Regions from separate parts of the Sus scrofa genome. Here region 2 is linked to region 1. Evidence: chromatin contacts called from public Hi-C data. All regions are on one chromosome and are shown on one strand. Each heading gives the region's core, a stretch centred on a gene start, on an enhancer-like site or on the middle of the called end of the contact. The rest is flanking DNA. Distances are from core to core; before and after follow the strand shown. Region 1 holds the start of CHCHD5 (coiled-coil-helix-coiled-coil-helix domain-containing protein 5). Region 2 holds the start of ZC3H6 (zinc finger CCCH domain-containing protein 6).

Region 1 (5,758 bases), core at 2,339-4,838:
GACGTTTTCTAAGGGAGGGAACATCTAAGCTGGAATAGGAATTAGCCAGATAGAGCAGGAAGGGCAGTCTAGGCAGAGGGAAATAGTGAGATAAGTGCCCGGCAGCAGGAGAGACCTGCAGCAGAGTAACTGCAACACAGAACTTGAGATGGAGGTAGGGAGAGGTAGGGTCAGAGGCCACACCCTGCAGGACCCTAGAAACTGGGCCAGAGTTTAGACTTGGCCTGGTCAAAATGAGAGCCATGAAAAGGTTTTTAAGTAAAGAAGCACGCAATCAGATTTCCTCTGGGCTCACTCTGGGACCTTCACACAGAATGGAGTGAAAGAGGAAAGACAGAGCATGGAGGCCCAAGAGAAGGCTTCTCTTCTGGTGCAAGAGGAGATGGAGCCCCGGGAACTGAGAGGGACAAGTGAGAGGGAGCTGATGAAAGAAGTGGCTTTTGCCTTTAGAGCTCACAGGTCAGTGGGAGACACCAGCGTTTCTCAAACTTTCTTATTTTTTTTTCTCCCATTACTGTGCCCTTCCACCCCTGGAGTCTTTTTAGATGATTTTTTTTTTCCTTTTTAGGGCCCCACCCACAGCATATGGAGGTTCCCAGGTTAGGGGTCTAATCAGAGCTACAGCTGCTGGCCTACACCACAGTCACAGTAATGCCAGATCTGAGCCATGTCTGCGACCTACACCACAGCTCACGGCGCTGGATCCTTAACCTACTGAGCGAGGTCAGGGATTGAACCTGGCCTCGAACACACAACCTCATGGTTCTTAGGCAGATTCGTTTCTGCTACACCATGATGGGAACTCCTTTTCAGATATTTTTTAAAAAATTTCACCCATTCATGAAAATTTTTTTTTTTTTTGTCTTTCCTAGGGCTGCTCCCACGGCATATGTAGGTTCCCAGGCTAGAGGTCTAATCGGAGCTATAGCCGCTGGCCTACGCCAGAGCCACAGCAACACGGGATCTGAGGAACGTCTGCGACCTACACCACAGCTCATGGCAGCGCCGGATCCTTAACCCACTGAGCAAGGCCAGGGATCGAACCCGCAACCTCATGGTTCCTAGTAGGATTCGTTAACCACTGAGCCACGTTGGGAACTCCCACCCATGAAATTTTAATAGCATAGCTATACCATATATATGTTTCTGTACTACATACATAAAAAAAGAATTAAGGCTTTTTTGGGCCATCCTCACCCCCTGGGTCCGAACAGCTGCCGGGGCCATGAGGAAGACAGGGGGAGTACGTAAGGGAGCTGCAGGAGCTCTGCCTGAAGAAGAACACAGATAACCTGGCAGCAACCTGGGATTTTGTGCTCAGTGTAGATGAGAAGCCATTCATGAGCTTTCATTAAGGTGTAATGACACTAGTTTTCAGTTCCTTTTTTTTTTTTTTTTTTTTTGCTTTGTAGGGCCGCATCCACAGCATATGGAGGTTCCCAGGCTAGGGGTCAAATCAGAGCTGTAGCTGCCAACCTACACCACAGCCACAGCACTGCAAGATCCAAGCCACATCTGCAACCTACACCACAGCTCACGGCAACGCCAGATCCTTAACCCACTGATCGAGGCCAGGAATCAAACCTGAAACCTCATGGTTCCCAGTTGGATTCGCTTCCACTAAGCCATGATGGGAACTTCAGTTTTCAGTTCCTTAACCCTCTCTCTGGCCACTGCATGGCAGCATGGTAAGAGAGGATTCAGGGAGACCAGGAAGAAGCCTGGAGCAGGTGTCCTGGCAGTGGAGGGGTGGGGGAGATGGCTGGACTAAAGCAGGGGCTGTGGATGGGGCAACAGGGGACCATGGTCTGATGTTCTGGATTCGGGATGCATGGGGAAGGTGTGTGTGAAGCTAAGGATGCCTCCAAGATTTTTACTCTGAGTGACCAGAGGCTAAAGGAGTGGGATGAACTGCCAAGCCCCTAACTTACCTGCGTGGTTGAGGGCGAGTGTGTCGGCTGCACCTGTTCAGCACACTGCAAGAAGCGGCGTACATGCTCTGCGCAGTTGCTCACGGCTGCCTCATTCTGCCGGAGACACTCCTCAAAGGCCTCAAAAGGCTCTGCACAGGCCTGGCGGATCTGACGGATGATTGGGCTGCGAGGGCAGGGCATTTCAGGCTCAGAGAGACTTCCACTCCGATGTCCACCCACCCCCCACTGCCCTGTACTTGCCCACACTCACTGGGAGGACGTGCACTGAGAGATGCTCATCTTAAGGTGATGACAGTCCCGTTGCCATGACTCAGGCTTGGCTGCCACACACTGGCCATACTGCTCCAGCTCTCGGCTGCAGTAGCGGGCAGTGACCTCCAGGGCCGCTTGCCTGTGAGACAGGACAGACTGAGGGTAACTGCAGGCAGCAGGCAAGAGATGGAGTTCTGATCTGAGTCTAGGGTGGGACTGGCATCTTGGACAAATCTGAGAGCCTGAAGGATCCTGGGATAGGGCCAAGGAGCTAGAGAGGTAAGGCATGAGCCTTGGAGGTTGTGGAGTAGGCTCAGAGCTTCAGGGGAGATAGTGGAAGTTCTGAAAAAAAAGGTCTGATTATTCTGAAGCAGACTTTGAAGGTCCTGGACGGCAGGTTTTAGAGTTCTAGCATTCTCTAGTTTCTACCTGGGGATCATGCAGAAAAGCTCGTAGGGCCTTAGAATTAACACCTAGAGTTCCTGGAGAGAACCTGGAAGCCCTAAATGAGTTTGAAAGCCCTAAAAGTGAGGTTTAGAGGTGCAAGGGGTGAGGTCTTAGGTCCTGGGGAAGGGTCTCTTGACCAGACTGTCTTCGAAATGGGGCCAGAGGATTGGGTACTGAAAAGTGAGACTTGAGGCCCTGGGGCGGTTTGGGGGTCTAGGGTAAATCTTAAGTGTCCCACAAATAAGCTCTTCAAATTGGGGAGACAAGATCTGAAAATCCAGAGTGAGATCAGAGGCATCTAGGAACAAGTCTGTGGGCCTTATAGGTGAGGTCTGAGGCAAAGGACAGATTTGGAAGGTTCAAATGGTAAAGTTAGATGAGCCAAGGAGAGGAACTTGGAGCTCTAAGGACGGATCTGGGAGTCCTGGAGGCCCTGAGACAAGTCTGGAATCGTAGGGTTGCAGGGTGAGGACAAGACCCAGGGTTTTCGGGGCAAAACTTGAGCACAGAGAGACTGGATCTAAAAGTCCTTCGTTAGCACCCAAAGAAGGGGTGGAACCTAAACGCTCAGAGGGCGAGGCTTGAACACGAGAACTGGAGCTCGCAAGGGAATGCGCTGAATCACGAGGCTCGGACCCGGGAACAGAGAAGCCAATTCTTCCCGGAATCTTGGCCTAAGTCCAGATCACTGGGGAAAGAGAAGGAGTGCGGGGGCAGGTACAGGGTAGGCGCTCCCGCTACTCACATCTTGAGGCCGAGGCCGAAGGAGGATCAATGGGGAAGGAGCGCTCCGCCTTTTCCGGTATCAGGTTGTCATGGCGGCGCCCAGCTAAGCCCTCCTTATTTCGATTTTTCCGGTTGCAGAGCGGACTAGCAGGCCCGCTCCCTTTAGGCCCAATCTGTCATGGCGGCGCCCTGCCTCTCCTCAGGTCCGGGGCCTGTCATGGCGGCGCCCTGCGTAGCCACTTCCGTCCCTAGCTGGCTCGGGTATTTTAGGCCCTTCCGGCCTACGTGGGCGGTGCGGGGAATTCCCCGGAAGTGCTGGGACGTACAGTGGCGCCTCGGTGCCGAGGCGAGTGCGGCGCTGACTTGGGTGGCTCTTTGAGGGATTTGGCCGCAGCCACACGCGCTCCTAGTCGCCGGACTGGAGCTGATGGAGAGTGGCTGTTGCTGCTGCGGGCTCTCATCAATGCAGCCGTTCGCGGATGCGCGCAGCAGCTGAGTGCTTTAGCTGTCAGCTGCTGGCCGCAGGGAACGGGATCCCTAATGCAACTCTGCGCATGCGCTCGCTCGCCTCTTGCAGACCGTGGTGTGCGCGCGGCTGAGGGGCGGGGAAACAGCCTCCCCAAAAGCTGGACCAGGAGGAGGCCTGGACCTCCTGACTGCTCAGCATGGGTTACCCAGACCGCGTCCCCCACCCCTGGGCATAAACTCTGAAGCCAGCATGAACGTGAGTTTTAATCTTAGCTCTGTGTCACAATGGGGGAGTTACTTCCATGTAATTCTTCCTGGTGGGATGGTTCCACCTCCTCATGTCTTCCAGTGTCTGGCTCCACGTATTTGTCCCTTGGTCAGAGAACTGAGCACCAGTACTGTCTAGTATGCAGAGGTTTTCCCTGACTCCAGCCAAAATGATCATAAAATGTAGTTTGTCGCAGCATTATAGGGGAACAGGTGTCAGTCATTTGTAACCAAGTGATAATTGTTTGGGCAAATTAGGAACAAAAATTGGGTCCTGATGCTGGCTCCCACCTCCCCTCCATAAAGCCAGGCTACTGACACCTGGTTGTGGTGACTGAAAGTGCTGGCACCACTCAAGAACCCAGGTAGCTAATGTCCAAAAGGCTCAAACTTCCCAAAGAGTTTCAGGGAAAGGCTTTTAAAGACAGAGTGAGGGAGGGGGGGGCTATCAGCTGGCGAGACATTCTTCTGATTGGTTGGTGGTGAGGTAATTGGTAGCATCATCAACCTTCTGGTTACAATCAGCTTGGGGTCTACCTGCTCGTGGGCAGCGTACAATTAATTAATTTCTCCCACCTGGTGGGGGTTTCAGTATTTGCAAAATAGCTCAAAGGACATGACTTGAAGTATGGTATATAACCTTTGAGGAAGAACTAAAGGTCTTTGACTTTAATGCCTAAACAATCATTACCTTGTCTTTTTGACACTTTTCCTTTCTTTTTGCATTTTTCTCACTTCTCTGATTGAAATTGACTCTTTGGAATTCGAGGAAGGCCCAGGAGGCTAAAGTTTTTCTGTGGAGAAGAGGCAGGTGGAGGACGTGTGGAGAAGGAAGAGGGCTCTGTTCTGCTCCGTTAAACATATGCTCATCTGTAAAATGGGGGTGATGACAGTGACATTCTTCACATAAGACGTAGTGTACGTGGGAGGTTTAGTATGGAGCCTGGACCCTCACAAGTTTGGGATAAGCAAGAACCGTCGCAGGAGGCTGTGACCTGAACTGCCCTAGTTGGCAACTGACATTTGGTGATTGTGCCATTGGCCATCGGAACCTGCCTCAGATAACACAGGTCGGTTTGGAGCCCTGGACATTGAAGGAAAGCTTTCACCTCTGGGCCCTTGTCTTCTTCCTTCCTGCAAAAACTTCCCAGTGTGTTTTTGATGGGAGAAGAGAGAGAAGGGAACAGCATCAACATCTCTTCTCTTTGGCTTCAAATGTAGACCAAATTCTCAGGTTTTTCCCTCCTGGGAGAGTGAAATCATAACCTGTCCCATGCCCTGCCTCTGAGTTTTGTCCCAAAGTCCAGGTAATATGCTTCCTGCAAGGAAGGGGTTCAAACAGCTGGGCTTGTAAGTAGGTATGATGAAGATCCCAGTGGGAGACAGTTCTCCTTGGGAATGAGACACTTAAGCCTCCAAATTTCTAGTTGCCTTTTGGTGTGTGACCCACAAGTGTGACTGACTTCCTCTCTAGGGATCAAATGTGAGGAAGACTTAGGTGACCATGGGGTTTGGAGGGAAGCCAATCTGGATTTCAACCTGAAATCTCGGACAGAATACTTCTCTCTGGGTTTCCGTTTTCTGGTAATAGGTGTTTCAGGATGCTCTTCTGAGAAGACAGGCAAAGCACCTGGCATAGAGCATTTTGTATTCTTTCTAGCCTT
Region 2 (5,758 bases), core at 2,311-4,810, 230 kb after region 1:
TTGTAAATTGTTTCAATTAGGTCAACATATGGCTGAAATATAAAGCTAGGTGGCTGGAGTTGCGCCTAACACAACTGGATGGAAGGGAAAAACTGAATGAAAAGAGACAAGAACTTTATCTCCCTGACTTCCCCCAACTCCTCCACCTCTATTACTTAATTCTAAAGATCTATGCAGAAGTCTAACAGTCTACATATCTATGAGTTTATTTATAGGTATTTTTATATTAATAACATCTTATAGAAATACAATGTTTTCAGTCCAGGAATGAAAATATTTAAAGGAAAGTAGAGGTGTGTGTGTGTGTGCGTGCATAATTTGCTGGGGTCCCTCCCTGGGGTGTGGTTCCCCCCAACACCCTGCACTCAAGACTTAGGGAAATTCCTGGGCCAGGGGTCAAACACAAGCCACAGCAGTGACAATGCTAAATCCTTAACTGCCAGGCCACCAGGGAACTCCAGAGAAGGGTGCTTTTTTTTTTTAAAGTTAACTCATTTGGCAAACAAATCTTATGCAAAATGTTTACCATATAAACATGTACGAAAAAAATTTTTAAAGGAGAAAATTTGTCATTCTGTGAATCTCCACTCACATGTAGAATCTCAACTCTTTTTGTTTCAGAATTCATTAGAAAATACATTGAATCAACCATCATAGTAATATTTTAATTTGTATAATTAATGTAGTTATAAATAAAAATCATAGACTTAAGTTTTTTCCTGCACTCACACAGTATATCTTACTTTTCAAAAATGTCAGAAAAAGAGTATCACTGGGCCAATGTGAGGCTCCAAATACGAGAATTCATATATCTTCTCCACCTAATTCACATTAACTTTTATTACAGTATAAAATAACTGTAATAGGAAGTACAGAATATTTGGGGATTCCCAGATTAGTTCACTTTTCTGTAAATTTCTTTAAAATCACCTAGGATGCCTATTAAACATAGATTACCACAATAGTCCCCCTATAGATTCTGATTCAGTTGCTCTAGGCAGAATAAAAATCCTTACTCCTCAAAGAGATTCTGATGATTAGCTAAGATTAATGTTGATCCAGTACGGTAGTTCTAAATTTGGTACATATTAGAATTGCCTGAGGAGCTTTTAAAAAACCCTTAAAATCCAGGCTGAGGCTCAGACCAATGAAAATGACTTCAACACTTTATAAAAAGCACCCCAGAGAAGACTGAGAACCACTGATCTTGTAGAACTCAAAAAATTCTTGTACAACCCTCTTACTGAGAAACTAGGTTTGCTCAAGTTCACAAAGCTAAGCGGTAAAGCTGGAGCTAGAACCATTTCTCCTGACTCCTAGTTCACAACGAGTTTAAATATAGTTTTGTTTTTCATACAAGTTGACCAAAAAAGGTGTGAAACAGATAATTTGTTTCAGAAACCATTAGAAAATATTAGGTTCATAATCCTAATATAAAACAAAAAGACTAAATACTCTCCAGCTTAACCTTTAGTTTCTACTACTAAACTGGTAATGCAATTTTACAAAGATTTAATTTTTTCTTTTTAATTTCTAATTCCATATTTTAAAATTCCAAATTATTTTTAAAATCTGGCATCAGAATTCTTTATTAGCAAAATTAATTCAATATCTGAATTTGGCAACATAGTTTCTTCCTTATGTAGAATAATTCTTATTGAAGTTACTCTGCTACAGAGAACAGATTTCCTTCTTCTACACAAAAAGTGAATCTTAGGCTTCAAGAGCAAAACCCCATCATTGGTTTGTCCGCAAATACTCAGAGTAGGGAACTTCTTAAGATATTAGTTAACCCGTTCCAAGAACTTTCTCATTTTAAGGACAGGATAATGTAAAACAATCATGAAAAATGTGTTAAGTGCAAGCTTATGCACCTATAATTTTTTTAAAGAGCATTTTGATTTCCTAAAAACTACATATATAATTGACTGACTTGTCTTCTAGAGACCTACATTTATTATTACAGTACCAAAAGTGCCAAAACATTTCAAATTTTAGTACTGTTTGTTATATCTGCTTCTGGATTTAAAAAAAAAAAAAAGTGTTCTGTATACTTTACCAAAAGCAGATCACATTACTGCACAGGTAAAAACTCCAGCAACTTGTATACAGCCTAGAGCACAAGGTATGTTTTGATTAATTCCATTCGCAAGGGAGTAACGCACAGGTTCTGAATTTTTAAACATTCTAAATAAGAATAAGATACAATGTATTTTGACCCAGCAATTTAATGAAGGCCCACCCTTTCTTTTTTTAACGATTAAGATGGCTAGCACTATAAATTAAAATTTTAACCAAATCCTAAGTATGCTATTTATGCTATTTAAAATACGTCAATACGCCCAAATCATTAAACGGAGTTAAGAATGGGCCTCTTAAGGCATAGCAAAGATAAAAAAGTCAGAATCTCAAATTTTCCAATGATACATAGTATTTAGAAAACCGGGCTAGACTGAATGATCCATGGAGTCCTTACTTTAGGAGAAAACTGTGGTACACGAAGGTCTGCAAAGTCTAACTCTTTTGTGTAACATTTGAAACTTGCCGTTTCAAAATTGCTAGGGGTAAGCCTGTGCGAATACACGGCTTTTGGGGGTTGCCTAAAATTTTCCTAAGAAAGAACAAACAAAAACAAAAACAAACCCAAAGCATGTTTATTCTTAGGAGTGTGCTAGGGTAGTAGTCAAACAAATCACCAGTTACTGAAAATTCCTGGCGGGTCCTCATGGGACATGAGGGCCGGGCCCCGCACCGGGAGCCGCTTCCTCCGAGCCCAGGCTGGACCGCAGCCCCGAGCCGCCCGCGGAAGCCGCCCGGCGCCGACAGAGCCGCCCAGAGGCGGGGGGCTCGGGGCTCGCACGTGCGGCCGGGGGCGGGGCCGGCCGGGAAGGACCCCGCGCGGGGAGGCGGGCGCGGCCGGGCCGACCTCCCCCGCGGCCGCGGGCCCGGGCTTTGCATCGGGGCGCACGTCATGGAACGGATGGAGCCACACAGAGACGTCTAGGTCATGCAGGAGGCGCGCGGCCCCGGCCCGCTCCCGCCGCCCCAGACCCCTCCTCTCATCCGACAGAAAGACAGACAAGAAGGGTTCCCGACCTGTCGTGCCCTGCATGTTCAGAGTCTGTCATGTTTGGTCAAGAACGGGGCGGGGCTGGAGGGCAGGTCTGCGAGGCCGGCGGCGGCGGGGCGCGGGGAGGCTCCCTGCGCCGCCTGCGGGTACCTGCTCCCGGCCGCCGCCGAGAGGTGACGAAGTGGTAAAAACTCACGGTTACTAGTGAGCGACACAGACACAGACTTTCCAGTCTATTAACAACCACGCCAGAGAGGTGGGGCTCTAACTGCAAACACTGGGCCACGGCCCCGCGCTGCCGGCGCTGCCGCTTTAGTCTCTATTCGCCGCCGGTGGCTGAGGCTTGGGAGCAGCCGGGCGGCGTGCACCGACGCGGGGATTTGGACAGTGGCCGTAACGGTGATTTCTCCTCACCAACATGGCGGCACCCGAGACCGGCGGCTCGATAAAATGGCGCCTGCCGCAACACCTAGCCCGGGACTAAAGGGCAGAAGAGATTCCTCCGCGTGCCGCGGCCCTTACCCAGCCCGCCGGGGCCGAGCGCGCTTCCCATTGGAGGAGAAGGCCCGTCCATCACTCCCGGGGGCGGGTTCCCACGCTTTCCTGTGAAGCGGCGGAGGAGGCAGTCTCTGAAGGCTGTGCCGGGCGGAGCCGGGGGGTGGTTTAGGGCGGGGTAGGCGATCAGCGAGATCGCGCTGTGCCTCCGCGCCTACGGAGGTGCCTCGCGGTGTTCCCTGCGAGACGCCGCCTCCCAGAGATTGGGGGGGCGGTTTCAGACGTACCCAAACAAACGGCCCCCCCCCAAAGCCATTAGCAAATGTGGACAGCAGTGAGACGGCTCTAGAGTCAAAAAAAAACAAAAAACAAAAAAAGAAACCTTTGTTGCTTAAATAGTAGGGGAATGTACTTTCTCCTTCAAGGTTGTAGCGGATCTTGTTTTCTGTAACGGTTAATGCCCAGAATCACGTTTGGAGGAAAATAGCTTGGCACGTAACTCTGATATTTAATACTGAATTTATCTACCCAGTTATTAATAATGAAAGAAAAATTGCTAAAAGAATTATATGAGCTTTAAGTTATTCCATAAAAACATTTACATTTTATATGTAAAATACATGTGAATATTTTATAAATAAAAGCTAACTATTACATTTCTTTGCACTTATAAACGTGATCTTTTTTCTAAAATTTAATGACAACATTTTGGCCCATTTAGTTTTGAATGAATGTCTTTTTTTTTTTTTTTTTTTTTTTTTTTTGTCTTTTTAGGGCCAAAACCTGGGCATATGGAGGTTCCCAAGCTAGCGGTCAAATCAGAGCTGTAGCTTACGTCACAGCCACAGCAACGCCAGATCTGAGCTGTGTCTGCGACCTACACCACAGCTCACATCAACACCGGATCCTTAACCTACTGAGCGAGGCCAGGGATCAAACCTGCATCTTCATGGATGCTAGTCAGATTTGTTAATTGCTGAGCCACAAAGGGAACTCCAACGTCCCTTTTTTAAATCAGCATGATGGATTAATAATTAATCCTCCCAAATATCTGACTTTCGAGAAAATGTATTTTGTAGATGCATAGACACAGGACGTTTAGAAGCAATTGCAACTAGATTAAATTTTAAATTAAAAAAATGTGGATATTGGAGTTCCCGTCGTGGCGCAGTGGTTAACGAATCCGACTAGGAACAATGAGGTTGAGGGTTCGATCCCTGCCCTTGCTCAGCGGGTTAATGATCTGGCGTTGCTGTGAACTGTGGTGTAGGTTGCAGATGCGGCTCGGATCCCGCGTTGCTGTGGCTCTGGCGTAGGCCGGTGGCTACAGCTCTGATGAGACCCCTAGCCTGGGAACCTCCATATGCCATGGGAGCGGCCCCAAAGAAATAGCAAAAAAAGAAAAAAAAATGTGGATATGTATATTGAAAAACAGCATTCAATTTTTTTCTAAATTGAATGCAGCCCTTGACAGGAGCTGTACACCTATGAATAATTCTGCAGGCACTTGCCACACTTGGATACATTACATTTCTAGGAAACTTTCAAAAGCAGGTATATTTTGTCCAGAGTAACAATAATTTGCATTTGAAGTTTTGCAAGAATCTGTACTTTGTCTCTATTGTAACCATGTTACTTAGATCTTACTGTAACTAATTAGGAGAGTTCATTTCTCTGCAGTCTTCCCAAGACATTGAGGTAAGCAGTTGGCTGTTCTCTTATTGCACTTAAAGTTTCCCCTGACCGCTGTATCTGGAGGCCTTGGGATCCCTTTCAAACTCACTCTAAGGTCTTTGGTTTGCTGCGTTGTGAAACAATGAATACAGTTCTCTCTAGATGAAAAGCCTCCTTCCTAACCCTTGATATGCACCACCAGATGAGTTTGATAGCTGAAATACAGCCTCAGATCCTGGTCTTCTTCCTTGGGTAACAGAAAAGGAGTGACCCTGTGGATGGTATGCAGGGCAGGAGGTCGTGTGCCTTTGAAACTGTGTATTTAGAATCCAGAAGTGTTCAGAGACGTTCAGATAAAATATTTAAGTTGAAGGCTAAGCAAACCTCAGCATTCCTCTCCTTTTCTTTAACTGCCTCGGTTAAGAAGGCATGCTTTCATCACAGAGATTAAACCAGATTATCCGTTTCCAAGCTAGTAGATTTTACTTAACAATGAAATATGGACCATGAGAACTCCAG

The links. Hi-C and Micro-C count contacts between places; a contact is called where the count stands out from the background.
Region 2: a contact with region 1 is called in a Hi-C map of liver, with 4 times the contacts expected there. The contact joins the promoter of ZC3H6 here to the promoter of CHCHD5 in region 1. A contact is called at or near these places in 6 of 47 Hi-C or Micro-C datasets (heart right ventricle, liver, skeletal muscle and 1 more) and 1 of 2 datasets of contacts at active chromatin or transcription factors (alveolar macrophages).

What each region holds. Positions count from the first base shown.
Region 1 is chr3:43,912,162-43,917,919 of Sscrofa11.1, forward strand. CHCHD5 (coiled-coil-helix-coiled-coil-helix domain-containing protein 5) reads right to left here and starts at 3,589. Exons shown (of 4, transcript XM_021087024.1): 1 at 3,379-3,589; 2 at 2,185-2,325; 3 at 1,932-2,097. The coding sequence starts at 3,380. It overlaps LOC110259964 (a long non-coding RNA gene), which reads left to right and starts at 3,729. Exons shown (of 2, transcript XR_002342486.1): 1 at 3,729-4,083.
Region 2 is chr3:44,145,353-44,151,110 of Sscrofa11.1, forward strand. It overlaps ZC3H6 (zinc finger CCCH domain-containing protein 6), which reads right to left and starts at 3,561. Exons shown (of 12, transcript XM_021087025.1): 1 at 3,097-3,561. The coding sequence starts at 3,128.